2 separate regions of the Pan troglodytes genome follow, and region 2 is linked to region 1. The links are chromatin contacts, called in public HiChIP or PLAC-seq maps. All regions are on one chromosome and are shown on one strand. Each heading gives the region's core, a stretch centred on a gene start, on an enhancer-like site or on the middle of the called end of the contact. The rest is flanking DNA. Distances are from core to core; before and after follow the strand shown. Region 1 holds the start of EPG5 (ectopic P-granules 5 autophagy tethering factor). Region 2 holds the start of PSTPIP2 (proline-serine-threonine phosphatase interacting protein 2).

Region 1 (4,446 bases), core at 1,150-3,649:
TACCAAAATGACTTTCTCACCAGAATAACTCCTCACAGACCTGGATACACTAATGTGTCCAACTCCACTACAGCCGTTTAAAAAGTCATATCAAGAAAACATGGTAAATACTCAGCATGGAATACTATGCAGCCATAAAAAAGAACAAAATCGTGTCCTCTGCAGCAACATGGATGCAGTTAGTGGTAATTATCCTAAGCAAATTAATGCAGAAACAGAAAATCAAATACCACGTTCTCACTTATAAGTGGGAGCTAAACATTAAGTACACATGGACACAAAGAAGGGAATAATAGACACCAGGGCCTACTTGAGGGCGGAAGGTGGGAAGAAGGTAAGGATAAAAAAACCACCTGTCAAGCACTATACTCATTACCTGGGTGACAAAATAATCTGCACACTAAACCACCAAGGTGTGCATTTGCCCATGTAGTAAACCTCCACTTGTACCCTCTAAACCTAAAATAAAAGTTGGAAAGAAAAAAAAAGAGCATCATTATGAAAGAAATCCACATAAGTCATCTACAGTCTACTAAGTATGGTACCTATGAACACTACCCTCCTGTTAAAACCTTGTTCCCATGAGAAAATCGGATTACAGTATCATGCTTAAATTACACCTGCTTTGGAACATCACCCACTTCTGGGGAAAAAAATGTCCTGTACTTGTAATACCATCCTCCTTATTTCCCAAATGTAAACTCTGTTTCAGGTAAGCCAAAATTATGAGGTCTGGCCATGCGGGAGCAGCATTGAATCTGTTCATCTTAGAAAATATATATAAATAGGGTGGGCGCGGTGGCTCATGCCTGTAATCCGGGCACTTTGGGAGGCCAAGATGGGCGGATCACCCGAGGTCAGGAGTTTGAGGCCAGCCTGACCAACAAGGAGAAACCCCGTCTCTACTAAAAATACAAAATTAGCCGTGTGTGGTGGCGCATGCCTGTAATCCCAGTTACTCGGGAGGCTGAGGCAGGAGAGCCGCTTGAACCCAGGAGGCGGAGGTTGCAGTGAGCCGAGATTGCACTCCGCCGAGATTGCACTCCAGCCTGGGCGACAGAGCGAGACTCCATATCTAAACAAAAACGAAAACAAAACAAAACAAAAAAAAACATAGGCTGGGCACGGTGGCTCACGCCTGTAATCTCAGCACTTTGGGAGGCCAAGGCGGGCGGATCACAAGGTCAGGAGATCGAGACCATCCTGGCTAACACGGTGAAACCCCGTCTCTACTAAAAATACAAAAAATTAGCCGGGCGTGGTGGCAGGCGCCTGTAGTCCCAGCTACTCGGGAGGCTGAGGCAGGAGAATGGCGTGAACCCGGGAGGCGGAGCTTGCAGTGAGCCGAGATCGCGCCACTACACTCCGGCCTGGGCTACAGAGCAAGACTCCGTCTCAAAAAAAAAAAAAAAAAAAAATACATATACATATACATATATATATACACACACACATATGTATATATGTACGTATATATGTATATATGTGTATATATGTGTATATATGTACTATAATAAAATGAAAATCCAGACTGCACTTATAAACAAATCAACTTAAAATCACTCTAATACCACATGTAGTCTAATACAGGAAACTCAGAAAATTTAAATACTTCCCTACTGTGTGAGTCCCGCCCTGGGTTAATTTCTAGCCATTCGTGCCCCTTATAAACAATCAAGACAATAAGAAATAAACAGAGGCAGCACTACTATCATCTTGAACTTTCAAAGTGATGAGAAATGGCACAGCACTAGTCTACTTATAAAGTTCTGCCAAAGGTACCTTCTCCGCGTGGAGGAGGGGAACATTCCCTCTTTATGCATGGCAGGGACTAAAAATGGTCTAAGATATAAAAGAGTAAAGAGAGAGTCAACGATGGGGCTGGAAAGAGAAAAATTATTTCACGGCAGGAAACCAGACCCAGGTGAGGAAAGCCAAGAGAGCAGGAAAGGAAGAGGCCAGTGAAGTCACAGGAGGGAGAAGGAAAAATGGGGTCCTGACAGAGTGTGGCAGGGGGATATGGAGAAGGAATGGAGGAGAAGGGCCGTTGTCAACGGGTGGTGGGATCAAATATTGGAAGGTGGAGGCGGAAGATGCAGAGGGCTCAGGGAACGGGAGTAGATTTGGCTGGGGAGGCCGAAGAGAGAAGCAAGGAGACACAGCACACTGCCAGAGCCTCGGGAGGGTGGGGAGATCCTCACCTTTGTTTTAGTCCGGCTGGCCTTGGCCTTGGCCTTGGCCCGGCGCTGGGGCTTCACCGCCTCGGCCATAGACCCTTCCGCGGCGCCGTCACCGTTTGTTTTTGTCAAACCCCTGCGCTTCACGCAACCTGCCCGGTTCTGGCCTCCGGACTGTCACATGATCGAATCTCCGCCACTCCCGGAGAAGAGGCGGTGAGTCGGCGCCTCTACGGGCCGCAACGTAGGACAAACCACTCCAGGACGCATTTGCACTGGAGGAAGGCAGGCCCGCCCCCTTCCCGGAGCCCAGGCCCCACCCCTAGCCCTGGCTCCACCCGGCGCGCAGGTGTCTTGGGTTGCGCTGGACAAGGGCAGCGACCCAGGCCAGCGACCCAGGCTGACCCACCTCCTCCGTCTCCCGGCTCTGCGGAACCTCACTCAGTGCGGATCCCGGGCGCGCTCGCACACCTCACCCGCGTCGGCTTGAAGAAATCCGGAAAGTGGGTTTGCCATTCTTTTTTTTCATCTTCAGATAAACCAGATCCAGTCGGTTAGCCTAAACCCGCACTGCGCGCAAGGAAGAAACCCTGACGCCCATCGGGGTGTGCACTTCAGCGTCCTCTTTTGTAAAGGGGAATGATCACACCTGCCTTTTCGGATGTCATGAGCCTGAGGATTTAATGGGCTCTCCAAGAAAGGTGCCTGGTAGCGGCAGGCATGTCGGTACATGGTAGTTATTAATTATCATTACTGTACAAATTCCCAGACTGGAAAAAAGACATGTGCTCCTAAAAGGACAGGCAAACAGGTAACAAGACAAATAAGATCCGTAAAAGTATTCTTAGTATACATTTTACAGTGTGCTTCATTTGAAATTTCCAGATGTGAAAAACTTGTCCACATCTTCCCTTCCCAGCTCTAGGATTTCTGTGATTGGCTTGTATCCTTATTGTTAGTGTCTGTCAATCCTCCCAGAATGTAAGATCCTCAATGGCAGGGTTCTTAATTTTGTTGCCTGATGTATCCAACTGTCTTTAGAACACTGCACGTAGTAGCACATAGTAGATACTAAATAAATATTTCGTGAATCACACAAATGAATATGAGTTTTGTCTGGCGGTGGGGTAAGATCGTTGAAATGGAGTGGGCCAGGCGCAGTGGCTCACGCCTGTAATCCCAGCACTCTGGGAGGCCGAGGCGGGTGGATCACCTGAGGTCAGGAGTTCAAGACCAGCCTGGGCAACATGGTGAAACCCCAACTCTACTAAAAATACAAAAAAGTCGCCGGGCATGGTGGTGGACGCCTGTAATTCCAGCTACTCGGGAGGCTGAGGCAGGAGAATTGAACCTGGGAGGCGGAGGTCGCAGTGAGCCGAGATCGCACCATTGCCCTCCAGCCTGGGCAACAAGAGCGAAACTCCATCTCAAAAAAAAGAAAAGAAAAGAAAAAGAAGAAAAGGAAATGGAGTGTATGGGAGGGAGGAAAAAGACCATCCACCCACCTGTAGCATACCCTAGAATAAAAAATCCAGCAATATGGCATGAAAAATGGAAAAGACTTCAGAGATGCAGTTTGCTTGTTTGTGATGATATTTTAATTGAGTATATAATACAATTTCGTGTATTTTGTTCCCAAATCCTCAACAACAAAAATTATTAAGCTACTCAGAATGTACATGTACTTTGTATGTCCTGATGTGTGTGTGTGTGTGTGCATGTATATAAAGTTATCACCTGCAAAGAGTTGGCCAATATAAACAAAATCTTTATACCACCATTACTATCCATAACTTTTGCTGATATTTCTCCCAGTCTGGAATACCCTTGCTCTCTGACCTCTCCCAGTTTAAGTCATTTATGACATTTAAAGTTCTCTATGTGCTACCCACTACTTGGTCAGCAAAACACAACTGACCTTACTCTCAATTTGCATGTTTTACAGTTTAGTTGGGAAGCAGACACAATGCATAGATACATCGTGATGCGTGTATCATCGCCTAACTGGTAAAAGAGGCATACATTGGAAAGACTGAATGAAGGGATGACACCAGGGCAGGGGTGAGTTCCACACAAAAAAAGAGGTTAATCAGGAAGGATGGGAGAAAGAGGAGAAGGAGGAAAGAAATGAAGGTTCTTTAAAAAGCACCTCAGCCTGGCACAGTGGTTCACACCTATAATCCTAGCATTTTGGGAGACCGAGGCAGGCGGATTGCCTGAGTTCAGGAGTTTGAGACCAGCCTGGGCAACACAGTAAAACCCCATCTCT
Region 2 (4,742 bases), core at 1,821-4,320, 110 kb after region 1:
TAAAATGATTTTTAGAGACAGGGTCTCACTATGTTGCCCAGCCTCCTTAGTAGCTGGGACTACAGGCACACGCCAGCTCCAAGCCCAGTTTTAAACACTGATTATTCCCTTTTGAAGCAGATTCATCGAAGATTTCTTTAAATAAATATTTTCATGAAGCATTTAAATACATTCATTTATGAAGTGTGTATTGACTCATACTTTTTCAGGAACGTGTACAAACACGTTTGACCACAGTCCTCTCACCTTCCTTGGAATGTCCCTCTCTTGGGCCTGTGATAGCTCTTTCCTGGTTGTATCCCTTCATCTCTTCCTCTGTTTCTCTGTCCCCTTTCTCCTCCTCCATCAATAGAGGCATGCACTAAGAGTGCTTCTTTGTGGACTTCCGATCTCTTCATTCTTTCTCCTTGAATAACCATCACTCACTTCTTTTACTTGTCACCTCTACTGCTGATAATAATAGCTGGCAACTATAGGTGCTCTCTGTGTGTCAGGCACTGTACTAAACTCTCAAGTTTAATCCTCCCAACGGTCCTAAGGAGTAGACACTGTTATTATCCCCATTTTTATGTATGGAAAAACTGAGGCTTGGGGGCGGAAGCAGGCTGCCCAGGGTCACCTAGCTAGTAAGGGGCAGAACTGGATTCAAGCCCAGGCAGCCCACCCAGAGGCTTCATGCTGCTCGGTAAGCTCTCAAAACTGGACATCTTCCCAAGGGGCGGGGCCATCTCCACCAGCCCCTCAAACCCTGCATGTCACCCACCAGACATTAGAGAGTTTGTACTGGCTGTGAAGATATTAAAATACTGCAAACTCTGTGGCCTGGAACCCTGTCTTCACCCTGTCACCCTCTCCGCTAAGACCTCCGCGTATCCAGCATCCCTGGCATGGGGCTGAGGGGTGGAGGCTGGTGGGGAGGGGCTTAGCGCCCGCCTGGCCTTAGCCTTGCCAGTGCTAAAACTGTGGCTAAATACTGAGGATTGTGTTGTTTGGTTGGGTTTGTTTGTTTGTTCGTTTTTGAGACAAACACAAATCACTCTGTCGTCCAGGCTGGAGTGCAGTGATGTGATCATAGCTCACTGCAACCTCAAACTCCTGACCTCAAGCAATCCTCTTGCCTCAGCCTCCCAAGTAACTATATCTACAGGCATGCACCACCATGCCCAGCTAATTTTTAAGATTTTTTTGTAGAGACAGACAGAGTCTCGCTATGTTGCCCAGGGTGGTCTCGAACTCCTGGCCTCAAGCAATCCTCCTACCTTGGCCTCCCAAAGTGCTGGGATCACAGGCATGAGCCACTGTGCCTGAACTAAATACTGTTAGTATCACGTCTGCCTCCTTCTCCTTATGTCTCCACGAACCAGTTCCTCTGCTGACTTCCTTATTTCTGGGGCCCACATCTCATTCTCCAGTTTGTATTATACAGAGCCTTTTTCCCACAGTGCCTGCCATGGGATCCCCCAGTCCTCCATTCTACCTGAAAAACTCGCAGGCCTCCCGTGAGAGCCAGCTGTGGTGCCCTTGGTTCCTCTGTGAGGCTGCCACCACCCTGTACCCTAGGGTGAGTAGTGCCCCAGAAGGACCTCACAAACTCCAGTGAAGGGACTCACAGGCACAGTCTCAACTGTGTCCCTGAGGTCCCCAGCCAGGTTTCTCTACCCTGCAGCCCACGTGGGGTAGAGGGACCATCTAGGCAGCTGTGAAGCTACCTGGGTGGGGGGTGGGGGGAGGCAAGCAGGAGCCCCAGTAAGGAGTCAGGGCCCCTTGGCAGCTGCGGTCAACTTTGAGGTGTGCGGCCTCCTGCTCCTGTCTTAAAGGGATGAGGACAGCTCCTCTGAATGAGGGGGCATGGACCTTGAGGGGCACCTGGGGAGTGAGAGGACAGAGGGAAGAGGACTAGACAGAGGAGAGGGACAGGCAGACCTGCTCCCTCCAGGCTGGGCTGGCCCTACCGGGCTGGGGTACCCCCTCCAGCTTATAGGGTCTCCCACACCATCAGCCCCGCTATGGGGCCTGGACGGAAGGGCTGGGGCAATGGCCTGGGGAGGGGCTCGGGAAACAAGGCTGTCGAACAGGGAAAGCTCCAGCAAAGGGAAGCCCTCTATGCTGTACGTTTCCTGGAAAGGACGATCCCGGGGGGCAGCTGCTGCTGTCAACCCGGTAAAGCTCACAAGCCCCCACACCAGATCCCCCCAGATCCTCTCACGGCTCAGCTCCAGGGACCGGCAGAGACTCTCCCCGGACGGGTCTCGCCTCCCTAAGGGTCTCTGCTTCGCCTGTGAGAGGAGGGGTTGATGTCCTGACTCTAAGGTGTCTGGGCTCTCTGCGTCCTCAGGAGCACGCGCTGCTGGGGGCGCGGGCGGCAGAGGGTGGGCCCTGGAGTCCGAGCCCCCGGGACTCGCGGGCACGCGGTGGGTAGCGGGGGGACAGAGAGGGAACAGCAGCCCAGCGTCCGCTCCAGGTCTGCCCCCTCGAGCAGTGGGGCTGGGGCCCCGATCCCGTCACGCGCGAGCTCCGCCAAGCCCCCGGGCGCGCGGTCACCGAGTGGCGCCGGAGCTGGGGCGCCCCCCACGCCCGCCGCGTTGGCCTTCCGCCCGGGCCGGGTCCCGAGCCCCGCGATCCGCTGTCGGCCCCACGACTTACCCAAAAGTTTCCCTTGAACAGTGAGCGCGTCATCGCAGCGCGAGTGGGGGCGCGGAGGAGAGCCGGGCCGCAGGTGGCACAGAGCGGGGAGGCCTGACTGCCACTGCCCGCGGCCCCGCAGACTCAACTTCTGCGTTCCACACTCGCGCAGGGAAGCCGCCCCCGGGTCCTAAACCACTCCCGATTGCGACGGCCGCCGTCGGCGCTCTGCGCTCCCTGCGCGGGACCTGGGCGGGACCCGCGGCGCTCACCGGGCCAGGGGCTGCAGCCCGCACCCGGACCCAGGCCCATTTAAAGCCCCACAGCGTCAGGCCACGATCAATATATCAGCCCGAAGCTAGCTGCCTCCTTCTGGAAGTCTTTGGGGATTGGAAATAACTGGTCCTGGCTTGGGTTCCTGCCCCCTGGACCGCACGAAATCCAGGCTCTGCGGGGTGATAGACGGGATCTGATCAGATGGTCGCGAGGACCCGGTTTAAGCTACAGAAGGCCTGGGGCCGACAACTCCCGCAGACGCCTTGGCGTCACGGCGGGCCCCACCGGCACCTGCTGCAGATCAGGCCCTGGGGGACGGTTCATTTTTTATTTTACTTTTTGTTGTTGCAGGTGTTTTTAATGAATGGGGTCACGTTTTAGTCTAAAATGTCATGGAGAGGTCATCTCTGCTGTTTCCCCTTGACTCTAGTCACTTGGTGGTGTCCTAACAGGGCTTCCAGGAGCTCAGCCGCTCTCTGACTCCCTTTCCATTCTCAGAAGGCAAGACCCTTCCCTGCCCATTCCACCCCAGCAAGAGGGGCCCAAGATTCCTTCTTCTCCCTCCACTCTTCCACCCTCACAAATAAAACCCCAGGGCAGGTCAGACCCCTCTCTGCATTGTATTAGATTGGTACAAAAGTAATTGCGGTTTTTGCCATTACTTTTAATAGTAATGCAGGGCTTATGACAAAGTACTGCCTGGTGCGACAGGCCCGAAGCCCAACCTGAGGCCCAGAGGGGTTGAATGGCTTGCCCAAGATCACAGTTTATTTAAGGGATGAAGAGCTCAAGGTTAGAGCTCTGCCCTTCTAAACAGATGCAAAGACAGACATCCTTCCTGGGGCAGATCCATCCTGGGCAGAGGAATAGGTGCTCAAAGGGGGGAGGATAAAGGTCAAGGTTGCCAAGACTGGCACCAGCCCAGCCTGGAGAAGCAAGCATTCACCCCTGGAGCAGGTTCTAGCTACACCCAGACACAGTGAAAGGGCAATTGCTAGAATTATGTGAAGCACCCGGAACAAGTTCTGCTCCATAAAACTGCCGCCAGCCCCACTCAGATGAACTCCCACCAATAAAGTCATCCACAACTGCAAAGACGGAGAGGTGGCCTCCAGCCACCAAGCATCTCCAAGGGATGCATCCATTTACCTACTTGCTCATATCCTTTGAAAGCAGTGAGATTAGAAGGAAGGCAGAAAAGCCTGGCAGAACCATCAAGGGGCAGCAGAGGACGTGGTAGGCACTAGGAAGCTAGGCTTAACTGCAGGGGGTAAGAAATGGCACTAACTGGGGACATAGAAGCGCGAGAGCTGAAGACACCACTAAGGTTTTTCCTGGAAGTTTTAAATATTCTGGAAAAATAGTTTAGATACAATTCTAATTGTCACATTTTAATTTTTAATACATGTATAATTTTAAGTTATTAGAACGTTTCACAAGCTCTCACAGTACATTGTGCTTGATTTTCGCGACTCAGACTCTAAGCTCCCTGAATTTTAACCCTCTTCCGCCATCTGGTGACAAAGTTTTTAATTGCAAATGGTCATCCACGCTGCTGGAAAATATTCTTCATTCCTCAAACAGCTCATCTCTGGGGCAGGTATTGTGAGTAAAAAAACAAACAAAGTGTGTGCTATATCCAAGGGATATATTTAGGATATTTTACTAACTTCTGTGGTTTGAATGTTGCCCCCTCCAAGAATTCTTGTTGAAACTTAATCTGAAATGAGACAGTATTGAGAGAGTAGGGTCTTTAAGAGGTGATTGGGTCACGAGGGCCACTAGTCCCATTCATGGGTTAATGGGTTAGTAGATTAATGGGTTATCAGGAGATGAAACTGGTG

Evidence for each region. HiChIP or PLAC-seq counts read pairs in DNA pulled down with a chosen protein or histone mark.
Region 2: an H3K4me3 HiChIP or PLAC-seq map of stem cell-derived excitatory neurons shows a contact between it and region 1, with 3 times the contacts expected there. The contact joins the promoter of PSTPIP2 here to the promoter of EPG5 in region 1. A contact is called at or near these places in 1 of 7 Hi-C or Micro-C datasets (stem cell-derived neural progenitor cells) and 1 of 1 datasets of contacts at active chromatin or transcription factors (stem cell-derived excitatory neurons).

Annotation. Positions count from the first base shown.
Region 1 is chr17:55,814,826-55,819,271 of NHGRI_mPanTro3-v2.0_pri, forward strand. EPG5 (ectopic P-granules 5 autophagy tethering factor) reads right to left here and starts at 2,400. Exons shown (of 44, transcript XM_512111.9): 1 at 2,202-2,400. The coding sequence starts at 2,270.
Region 2 is chr17:55,923,040-55,927,781 of NHGRI_mPanTro3-v2.0_pri, forward strand. It overlaps PSTPIP2 (proline-serine-threonine phosphatase interacting protein 2), which reads right to left and starts at 3,071. Exons shown (of 15, transcript XM_001145075.6): 1 at 2,644-3,071. The coding sequence starts at 2,676.